Regions from separate parts of the Mus musculus genome. Here region 1 is linked to region 2. Evidence: chromatin contacts called from public targeted proximity ligation data. All regions are on one chromosome and are shown on one strand. The core of a region is the stretch at or near the end of the contact, and the rest is flanking DNA. Distances in the headings are between cores, read along the strand shown.

Region 1 (5,786 bases), core at 1,733-4,232, 500 kb after region 2:
GGCCTCTGCATCAGTTCCTGCCTCTAGGCTCCTACCCTGTTTGAGTCCCTGTTCTGACTTCCTTCAATGATGAACAGTGCTGTCAAAGTGTAAGCTCAATAAACCCTTCCTCCCCAACTTGCTTTTGGTCATGGTGTTTTCTTCACAGCAACAGAAACCATAACTAGGAAACCTTGCCAAACAAACAAACAAACAACCAACCTTGTTTTTGAGATAGAGTTTTACCATATACCCTTGGCTGGTCTGGAACTTGCTATAGAGATCAAAGTGGTTTTGAACTTCCATTGATCCTCCTTCCTTAGCCTCTCAAGTCTGAGTTCCAGACACAAGTCATCATACTCTGTTTTGTTGTTATTGCTACTGTGTGTGTGCATGTTGTGCATGTGTGTGGCTACGTGTGCCATAACACATGTGTGAAGGTGAGCAGACAACTTTGAGGTTTGTTCTCTCATTCTACATTTACACTGGTTCCAGGACCTAACTTAGCTCTCCAGTCTGGAGGGTCCTATTTATTAGGGACAAAGTCAATATATATTCAGGCTGGTCTCAAACTCACCATCTTCTTGTTTCAGCTACTCAAGCACTGGGATTACAAGTTTCTGGCACCAGAATGAAGGTTGCAGGTTCTTACTTCCTTTCCAGATTCTCATGACCCTGTTCTGAGGAGCAGCACTTTTCCAGGGACCTTTAAGGTCGTGTAGTCCAGCCCTGTCCCAGCCCCAGCCGCAACCTGCTTTTCAGAGTTTTTGCAGAGGTTAAGATTCCAGCTTCAGTCTTCTGGACCTCAGCTACACCCACCCTCCCAGATGCAACGCGCATGTGTTCCTGTACCCTAAGTCAACCGCTTGTGAATTACAGCTTGTGATGTCTGGTAGTCCTCACGTTGGTACTGAAGTGTTGTATGACTGAATCTGAGAGCTACTTCTATTAATCCCGTCCAGTGCCTTGGGCAGGTTTCTTATCCTCTCTGGGCCAGCATTGGCGAACAAAGATGATGTGCAAAGCTCTGGAGTAGGGTAGAATCTTAGTCTGCTGACTCTACCATTCGCTGGAGTCTTCTGTCTCATTTGCTCTCCAGGCATCCTCTCAAGCCCTTTGTCTCATTTCTCTTCTGCCCTCTACCTGTTACCTTTCCTTTTCTGGTTTCTCAGGTGCACTACTGTCTTCCAGCACCTCCTGGCTTATAGCAGCTGCGCTCAGCCTCTAGAGAGGGATGGACAGGACAGGGAAAGTTAGGGGACTGGATCAGGCTTAGTGCTCTCTGGCTTTCAGCTTCCGTCCTAAGCTTGGACCGGACCTGTGGAAATACATAGGGAAAAGGAAGAACTGTGCATCCAGAGTGTGAAGCAGCCAATGTTCAAGCACATTTAGCAAAGTCGGCCTGGGGGAATAGGCACCCCCTCCCCAAAATACTTCTTTTGAAGGGCCCTATGCAAATAAAATAGAAAGATGGTTTCATTGGTTAACTTGCTATATAATCATGGGGTCCTAGTTCAGATTCCTGTACCTAGTAAGCCAGAGTCTTGTAAAGAGACTTTCTAAATACCTATAACTCCAGCTCCAAGGAATTTGATGTCTTCTCTGGATCCAAACCACACAGGCACATACACCTCCTTCCAGCTACACACACACACACACACACACACACACACACAGAAGGCTTTGAGCTAGACAGATGGCTCAGTTGTTAAGAGCACATATTGCTCTTATAGAGGACTAGATTTGATTCCCAGCATTCAAGTCCAATGGTCCATAAACTCCCATAACCCCAGTTCCAGGAGATCGAATGAATGCTTTCTTCTGGCCTGAGGGCACTGCCCTTGTGCACAAACCATACTCATCCACATACATAATACACATAACTAAAAAACAGAAATCAGGGGCTGGTGATATGGCTCAGCAGTTAAGAGCACTGGTTACTCTTCCTGAAGACCTGGTTTTAATTTCTAGTATGCATGTAGTGGCTTACATTTGTAACTCCAGTTCCAGGGGTCTGATTCCTCTTTGGCCTCTATGGACACCAAACATCCACATGGTACACAGACATATACACAGACAATGTATATACAACAAATTAGCCGGTTATAATGGTTCACACTCTTAATTCCAGCACTTGGCAAAGTAGAGGAAGGTGGATCTCTGAGTTTGAGGACAGCCTGGTCTATATGAAGGTTCTAGAATAGCCAAGGCTACATAAAGAGAACTCTCCAAATAAAAAAATAAAACCTTAAGTAAATTTAAAATTTGTATTTCTCGTTAAAGATAGGGTTTCTGTGAAGCTCTAGCTGTCCTTGAATCACTCTGTAGACCAGGTGGGCCTTGAACTCAAGAGATTAAAGGCATGCAAGCACCACTCCTAGCCCCCTGCATTATGAGTTTTAAGTATGAAACAGCACCTGGGTCGGTCAGTCATTAAAATATTCTTGCTCCTGATTTGGACTGAAGCCATGGTTCTCAACCTTACAAATGTTGCGCCCCTTTAATACAGTCCTCATGTTGTGGTGGTGCCTAACCTTAAATCTGTTTTTTTTGTTGCTACTTGAAAATAGTGACTTTAGTATTGTTATGAGTCATAATGTAAATATTCTTTTAGTGGTCTTAGGCAACCCCAAAGGGACTACAACCCCCGGTTAAGAAGCTCTGGACTAGAGGCTGTGCTGATTGAGGTCCTAAACAGGGGTGGCAAGGATGAGAACAGAGGCAAAGCTGACAATCCCCTCTTCTCTGCTAACACCCAAATAGCTCATCTTCAGGAAACGTAACCAGTGTTCCATCGGTTTCTAGAGCAGAGAGCAGGGCGTCAGCTTAGGGCAACAGGATGAGTAAGAATCCACTCCTCCTGAGATAGTGAGGATTTCTGGCAGCAGGCAGTACTTCTCTGGTCACATGGTTAACCTAGAGTTGGGACAAATGCCAGCCACAGGCCATCTGGAGGCTTCAGCATGGGAGGTTGGTCTTGGTTATTGGGGCCAAGAGGTCAGAGATGCCCAGGCTGTTCCCAGGAACTGCTCTAAGTCTGTTTACTTTTGGGGAGGTCCTTTAGCCTTACCACATAAAATACTTACACATCCATTAAAGTTTGCTTTGGGGATAGGGGTTGGAGGACTGTATAGATGGCTCACTGGTTAAGAGCACTGGCTCTTCCGAAGGTCCTCAGTTCAATTCCCAGCAACCACGTGGTGGCTCACAGCCATCTGCAATGGGATCAATGCCCTCTTTCTGGCATGCAAATATGACAGAGCACTTGTATACATAAAAAAGTGTCCAAAAACTACCCTCTGACCTTTACAAGCATGGAACTCCACATGGTTACAAAAACAAGAGACTCCTCCAAGCTGCCCTGTAACCTCCACAGGTCAGAAGTATGCCATGGTATATGTACACGCCTGCAATCACATGTAAAGTACTTTTAAAATTTAACTTCATCGAGCAAGTGTTGCTTTTTGACATTAAGAAAGCTAGTAAGTATACAGGCTTGTACCACAGATGTTTCTGTCCAGAGTGGTGGGGCAGGCACTTCCTAGTTTTAGCAAGACATCAGCATGTCTATATGACCTTCTGACATCCTCTTAGATAGACATACACATACACCAAAAATGAAAGGGGTTAGTTTTTGTTTTTAAAGTCTTTTTATTTAAAAACAAAAACAAAAAAGAAAACCAAATCAAAATATTTCCCATTGGAGGCTATTTCTTTTTTTGTCTTTTAAAAATTTTATTACACAAATATCTCCCATTCCCAAGTGTCAGAAGAAAGACATCTTTGCTCTTTCTAAAACCAAGTGGGAAACTTTTAGAAAACAAAGTCCAACTAGCTTTCTTCCTTCCCTGACCCAAAATAATGCCAATGTGTCAGCTGGTGGCCTAAGACTCATTCCCTTAATGCTTACATTTAATTTAAAAATCTTAGCACAACATTGGAGATCGACTCTAAATAAGCAACAAAAAATATATATTTACAATATTTCCCACCCACCCCCAAAAAACCAAACCCTTTAAACATAGTGACTTTAGGAGTTTTATTTATTGAGCAGTTATTTTTTTAATCACCAAGTGATTTTATATTATATATATATAATTATATATATATAATTTTCTTCCTTTCCTTTGTGTTTTTTTGCCCCAGTATGTGGAAAGATGAAGGCAGAGGTCAGGTCCTGCAGTCTGAGGCCAGGCTCTGGCAAGACTGCAGCTAAGAGTAGATGCAGGACTATGAACTCGCATGTTCTACGTCCTCGGAGACACTTCTCTCTTTTTGCAAGGACCAACTCTCACCTCTAAAAACCATTCTCCCTCATAGTCCTAAAGAAAAGACCCAGCAAGGGCGTCAGTCCATCTGCCACCACCCTGAGCTCCCTTTTCCACTGACAAATTTCTGTGCGGTAAAATGCTTGCTTTTTCTAAATTCAAATGCAAAGACCAAAACCCAGACAAGCCATCAGCTTAGAAATTTCTGTGGATGAACTGTCCCAAAGGGCAGAGGCACTCTCCCGGCACAATCCCTGCTCTGAAAGGGTCTCTCCACCTCCCCTTTCATAAAAAGACAACAAACAAAACTTAGTAATTTTAGTATTTTCCACAGGAGCAACCAAAAAGAAAAAAAGTCAGGAAGCTTCTAATTATAGGTCATTAATAGTATTAATAAGGTTTTTGCTCAACACCCAGGGTTCTTTACAGAAGTTCCCCCAACTGAGGCACTCTGGAATAAGTCACTGGCGTTTCCTCAACATTTCAGGCCCAGGATTCTGGGACCTGAAGACCAATGGAATGGCAGAGGGTCAAGGGAGCAGACTGCTGTTTTTAAGGTGCAGCCAAGAGAAATCAGCAGATTGGAAGAAACAATGCCATCCCTTGCCAGAAACCCAGTTTTCCTGGAAAAAGTCTGGTTATTGCCAGGGTCAAAGCTGGGCTGAGTGGCAGAGGGGACACTTCTGCCTCTATTGCTTTGGCAGTGGCAAGGGTACAGTTAGCATCTCTCCTTGGGCGGTTCACACTTCAGACTCATGGTGCCCGGGCTCTGTCCCCTCTTGATGGAGTTTAGGAAAGTCTGAGGCTAGATTCCAGGAAATGGGGTGGGAAGTGGGAAGGGATATGTTTGGGGCTAAGAGAAGGCGGGGCAAGGCTGTGCTATCAATTATCAATCTCCTATAGATGGGGAGCAGAGTGCAAATTTGCATGTATCACTGACAAACTCTGGCCACAGGCCTCTGCTGAGCATCTCCTCATACTCTAAATATTGACCCAGAACAGTTCCGACCATTTTCTTTCTTTCATTTTTTTTTTTTTTCTAAAGTGCAAAAAGCTCTCTGCTGCCCTAGAGAGAGGATCTTTGGACAGGCCGTTCAATGCAAAGTCAAAGGGGGCAGCTTGATGGGGCTTGAAGAAGGGCGATGAGGAGTGGGAGCCATCATGCTCCCCTCCTTCCCTGCACATATGTGCAGCACACTTAGCCAGACACACAGAGGCACATGCACACACACTTCCAAGGCTGCAGGCAGAGGGTAGGTTTTCAATCAGGACTCCCCTTAAAAGGCACCAGGTCAGTGAGCTGCTAGGTTATACACAGGCCTGGGCTCAGAGGGCCATGCTAAACCAGAGCCCAGAAAAGCCTGGCTTAGAGAGGCAGGTGGGGATTCAACCAGTCTTCTGTTTCCCCCACCTGGAGAAACATGCTGCTCCTTCTGAGGACACAAATTCTAGAAAAGCCCTGCTCAGGCAGAAAGAGGACAAATGGAAAAGGGCAGTTGGTGGGCAGCAATGGGTGGGGAGTATTAATGATGCCTGTCT
Region 2 (5,844 bases), core at 2,295-4,794:
ATGAGAGAGAGCGTGCACAAGCAGGAGTGCAAGTGTGCACAGTTGTAGGCCATGTCAATCTGTAAGTCACTCAGCCTCAAGACTACTGCACTGCTCTAGAAATAAGTCCTATCCTAGGCAGCAACCCACACAAATACGTGGATTCTTGGGACACTCGGCTCTCATCACTGGGCTCTGATGGTTTGGCTACTGGCAAGCCCGTCTCTGAAGTAGAAAACCTTCTACTCTTGGTGGTTTATTTTAGAATGTTTGTTAAACGTTCTTAATCACAGCACTTGGGAGGCAGAAACAGGCGGATTTCTGAGTTCGAGGCCAGCCTGGTCTACAAAGTGAGTTCCAGGACAGCCACGACTATACAGAGAAACCCTGTCTCGAAAAACCAAAAAAAAAAAAAAAAAAAAAAAAAAAAAAAAAAAGTATTGCTAGATCCTTGCTTTGCTATGTGGAAAGAAGGAACGGGGCTGCCCAACCAACTGTTGTGTAGGCCCTGTGTTGAGCTGTACCTGGTCTTTTGTGAGGGTACTAGTCACCACAGCTTTTCTGCTGACTAGTTTTAATAAAGGAGCTTTTTGCTGGTTTGTGGTTTTGTTTTGTTTTTGTTATTTTTAACTGCAGAATTCAGAGAATTAAGTAGTTAAAAATTGACTAATGAATTGGGGAAGGGGGTGGCAGTGCATGCCTTTAATTCCAGCACTCAGGAGGTAGAGGCAAGCAGATTTCTGAGTTCAAGGCTAGCCTGGTCTATAGAGCTAGTTCTAGGACAGCCAAGACTATACAAAGAAACCCTGTCTCAAAGACAACAAAAACTTTGACTAATGTAAGATTTTGTGATCATGTAAATGTAAAGAGAAAAGTTAAGACAGTAGGGCAAGGGCAACATGTCTTTGAGTCTCAGTCTCCTGACAGGTACTTAGCTGTCACCTGAGTCCTGCAGCCTTTCTGTGTGCTTAGATCTGTTGTCCTGATTACATCAAGAGTACACCGTGGGACTCTGTAGCTCTTGAGCTAATAGCTACCTACAGTCCCAGTGACGCCTCCCATCCTGTGAAGCAAACAACATATGTTACTGATGCATGAGTGTTGGAGAGCACAGCATATAGTTCTTTAGAGTCTCCTCTGCTTAAAACCATTGGAGATAATGTGTCTCCCAGAGTCCAGTAGTCAGTGCATCTTAGCTCTCTGTTGCTATACTGGCTAAGTAATAATACACTTTGGGAAAATGTAAAACAGTGACTAAGGGTTCAGGAGAAAAGCTGGGCATTACAGTGCACACCAATGATCCCAGCATTTGAGAGACAGTCAGGAGGGTTGCCAAGGGTTCATGACCACCCTGGTCTTACCAAGTTCCAGGCCAGCCAGGATATATGTACATAAGACATGCACACGCACACGGTGGGGGAGGAGGCAGGAGAGGGAGAAGACATGAAGGTAGAAACTAACTCATTTACTTTCCCTTTACATTTTTTTAATGTAAGAAAATACTTAGTAGTGGGGGCAATATAGGGGAGCTGTTCTGGTGAGACTGTTCCTGGAGGGCTGCCTTCCTTGCACATGCGTGTATCAGCAGTTTGTGGCTGGTGGTCTACTTTGGGGATTGATTAATCATGTCGTGTTGCAATACCCAGCTGGTTTCATCTTTGTTTTTTCCTTGTGAACTTCACAGCTTCTAATCGAAAATCTTCAGTTGGTGTGAAAAAGAGCAGCAAGAGTCGAGCTCTGACAAGGCCGTCCATGCCGAGAGTCCCGGCTGCTTCCAACTCTACCTCACCCAAGCTAGTGCACACCAACAATCCCCGGGTACCAAAGAAACTGAGAAAGCCGGCAAAGCCTTTACTCTCCAAGATCAGACTGCGGAATCACTGCAAGCGGCTGGACCAGAAGAGCGCATCCCGCAAGCTCGAGATGGGGAGCTTAGTGCTTAAGGAGCCCAAAGTCGTGCTATATAAAAATTTGCCAATTAAGAAAGAAAGGGAGCCAGAGGGACCAGCCCATGCTGCAGTGGGGAGTGGGTGCTTGACTAGACATGCTGCGAGAGAACACAGGCAGAATCATGGGAGAGGTGCTCATTCGCAGGGCGACAGTTTGCCCTGCACCTACACAACCCGGCGCTCTTTGAGGACAAGGACAGGTCTGAAGGAGACCACTGACATCAAGCTTGAACCAAGTCCCTTGGATGGCTATAAAAATGGTATACTGGAACCTTGCCCAGACAGTGGCCAGCAGCCAACCCCAGAGGTGCTGGAAGAACTGGCTCCTGAGACTGCACACAGGGAGGAAGCATCCCAGGAGTGTCCCAAGAACGACTCCTGCCTGTCACGAAAGAAATTTCGACAAGTGAAACCTGTGAAACACTTAGCAAAGACCGAGGACTGCAGTCCAGAGCACAGCTTCCCTGGGAAAGACGGGCTGCCAGATTTGCCAGGGTCTCATCCTGATCAAGGTGAGCCCAGTGGCACAGTCAGGGTGCCCGTGAGCCACACGGACTCTGCTCCCTCACCGGTTGGCTGCTCTGTTGTCGCACCCGACAGCTTCACAAAAGACAGCTTCAGAACTGCACAAAGTAAAAAGAAGCGGCGGGTCACCAGGTACGATGCACAGCTGATCCTGGAGAACAGCTCTGGAATCCCCAAGCTGACGCTTCGCAGGCGGCACGACAGCAGCAGCAAGACAAACGACCATGAGAGTGACGGCGTGAACTCCTCCAAGATCAGCATCAAACTCAGCAAGGACCACGACAGTGACAGCAACCTCTATGTTGCCAAGCTCAGTAACGGGGTCAGCGCAGGGCCGGGCAGCAGCTCCACCAAGCTCAAGATCCAGCTCAAGCGGGATGAGGAGAGCAGGGGGCCATGTGCAGAGGGCCTGCACGAGAACGGGGTGTGCTGCAGCGACCCCCTCTCCCTGCTCGAGTCCCAGATGGAGGTGGACGACTACAGTCAATATGAGGAGGACAGCACAGATGAATCCTCATCTTCTGAGGGGGAGGAGGAGGAGGAGGACTGCGAGGATGACTTCGATGATGACTTCATTCCTCTTCCTCCGGCAAAGCGGCTGAGGCTAATTGTTGGTAAAGACTCCATAGATATTGACATTTCTTCAAGGAGAAGAGAAGATCAGTCTCTAAGACTGAACGCATGAGCGCTCACTCATTGTTCTGGAGAACTAAAAAGTAAAAATCCCGCCACAGCTTCTTGGCACAGCACTTCTGTGGTCTCTTCACCTGTAGGCATAATACTGTAGAAAGTGTACAGCATCCTGACTCTTAAGTCTGATTTGTGCAAATTTTTATTGTACTTTTTAAATAGCCTTCTTATGTGCAATTCCGAGGGAAAGCCCTGTTGTAAAATATCCAGTGACAGCAGCTCTCCACATAGGGCCTTCAGACACTCATGTGGTTAGACCATGTTGTCACCTATAAGAGCAAACGCCAGCCCTCCTCTCCTCCATAGATGACTAAACCGTAGTTAGGGCGGAGCAGAGCAGAGCAGCCTTGTGGGAAGGGTTTCCAGCATCTGCGCCTATCACCAGCATTGACCTCTGGCTTTTGGTTTATTTGCTAGATGTTTCCCCCTTGGAGTTGTGTCGGTTTCACACTGTTTACTGGCCCAGGTGTCCTGTCCGTGGCCTTCGTTACCATAGCAGACCATTGGCTGGAAGTCAGATTGATTTCTTTGAAGAAAAAAAAGTGAACTTGAATCTTGTGCGTGACAGCTCGTTCTCAGTACATTCTCTATCGAGGCTGGCGGTGTGCAGGGTGGGTTTTCAGAGCGGCTTATTTATTGCTTTTTGTGTAAATTAAAGACCGTGTATTTAACACTTTCCAATCCTTTTAGATAAAATTGTTCTTTGCAAGAATGATTGGTGCTTATTTTTTCAAACCTTTGCTGTGAACAGCGTGGCGACAGCGAGCAGCGTTTGTCCAATGAACTCCAGCTATCTTAATTTGGGTCTTCAAGTTTCTGTTGCACTTGTAAAATGCTACAAGGAATATTAAAAGAAATCTATTCACTTTAACTTATAATAGTTTATGAAATAAGAACATGAGTCACAGCTTTTGTTCTGTGGTAACCTATACAAACATTTGTCTTTGGGATTCAATGTAAAGAGCTGAAAACGATGTATATGTTGTAAATATTTGTGTGTTGTGAGAAATTTTTGTCATAAGAAATTAAAAGAACTTACCAGGAAGGTTTTTAAGTTTAGAAATATTCATGCCAATAAAATAGGAGATTATAAATAATAGTGTAAGCACTGCATCAGTGGACGTCTTGGCTTATGTTAGTTTATTATGAAGATATCAGATTGTTTTGATTATATTATCAGTCAAACAAAAAGAGGAGTCAGATTTAATTTGTTTTTGAAGCACTTTGAGAAGAGAAATTAATTTTAAGTAACTTAATGAGCAATTTTTGATTACTGCTTTATGTTCAATACCAGGCTTGTTTGTTTCTCTGGATTATTTTACAAATCAAAGAATTTGAGAATATCAGTCTATAGCAGGTGTATGACACCAGTGGGTCTGTTTATTTACTGGGAAATGTATAGCTGCCCATTCAGATAGATAGTGTTACTAAATGACACAAGCTAATGGACTCAGTGTTCCAGTGTGTCAGAAGGGACCTGCAGGGAGTGAAAGGTCCACCAGAGAGCATCTCCATGCTTTCCTTTTGCTGATGACACCTACCAGTATTCAGCTTGGGGATGCTTTGGTTCTCAAAGCTGTTGCTTGTAGGTCCCAGTGCAAGTTAGCAAGATTTATGAATGTTTCTAGGCCATGATGTCTTTGCTCCTGTGCATGGTAGGATTCCCTGCTGTGGTCCTATACAGTCTTGTCTTTGCCATGCAGTCTCACCCTGTTGGGTATCTATGTCATTTGGAAGCAGAAGGAGAGACTGCAGTGTGCCTACACACACACACACACACACACACACAAACCATTTGCTATAGCCGTGAAGAAAGGTAGCCCTGTGTCTCAAGACTTCCTGTCTCAAAGCACCCAGAGCACCTCCATGATGTTCCCAGTCTTCATGGGTTCCCAAGTGTAAGTGTGAGCCATGTGCCACCTCCAGGAAGCTGACGGTGAGCTCAGGAGCCTGCACAGGGTAACTGGTCACCTTCATTCTCATGTTCTCTTGGGCTGTTGAGACTTAAATCCTCGAATTTCTTTGAATACCAACAATAGCCATTTCAGGAATTTCAATCTTAAGGAAAAAGTAACAAAATAACAATTTCCCATTTTCTCCATTTTAAGCTTAATTTTAGTAACTTATTTATGATGTTTATTTTAGTTTTGTTGTGGCCTCATCTTTGGAGGCCGACCTTCCCATGGGTCTAAGAGCAGTGACATTGTGAGGAGTTGCTGCCTCTCAGGAGTTGTATGCACAAGCATTCAGCAGTGCTGCTGATGCCTTCTAGGGAACCTTATTTCCGTTTCTCAAGGCAGGGGCCTCGGACTGTTCTCGATCTGCTGTAGAACTTCACTGTGGGGGTGCCAGAACCCCACACTCTTGACCAGTCTGGAAGAGGATACACTCAATAAAACTCTCAGCTTGAGCTTATGCAATGATTGGTAAAGTTTTTGGAAATTGTAAGAATTAGGAAATGATCCTAGAAATATATGTAAAGTATTCAATTTTCAATCATTTTTCAAATTACTGTTTTAAATTGTTTTGCTGAGTTGTAATACTTTTGAGATACAATGTATTCCTTGTACTGAAAGAATGAAAAGGACTTTTTCAGCATTTGAGGTAAGTTCTTTAACGTTTCATTAAAAAACATTTTTTACAAATATTTTGTACATGCACTTGCAGTATTGAGGTTAATCATTTTAATAAATTCGGAAAT

The links.
Region 1: a targeted proximity ligation map of pancreatic cancer cells shows a contact between it and region 2. A contact is called at or near these places in 1 of 39 promoter capture datasets (neutrophils), 1 of 130 datasets of targeted methods (pancreatic cancer cells) and 1 of 9 other capture datasets (adipose tissue).

Annotation. Positions count from the first base shown.
Region 1 is chr19:4,312,534-4,318,319 of GRCm38.p6, forward strand. It overlaps Kdm2a (lysine (K)-specific demethylase 2A), which reads right to left. Exons shown (of 21, transcript NM_001001984.2): 21 at 3,611-5,786. Among named protein-coding and RNA genes, the nearest start is that of Grk2, 9.2 kb to the left of the region's middle.
Region 2 is chr19:3,812,452-3,818,295 of GRCm38.p6, forward strand. Kmt5b (lysine methyltransferase 5B) reads left to right here. Exons shown (of 11, transcript NM_001379678.1): 11 at 1,664-5,844. The coding sequence ends at 3,138. Among named protein-coding and RNA genes, the nearest start is that of Gm16066, 11 kb to the left of the region's middle.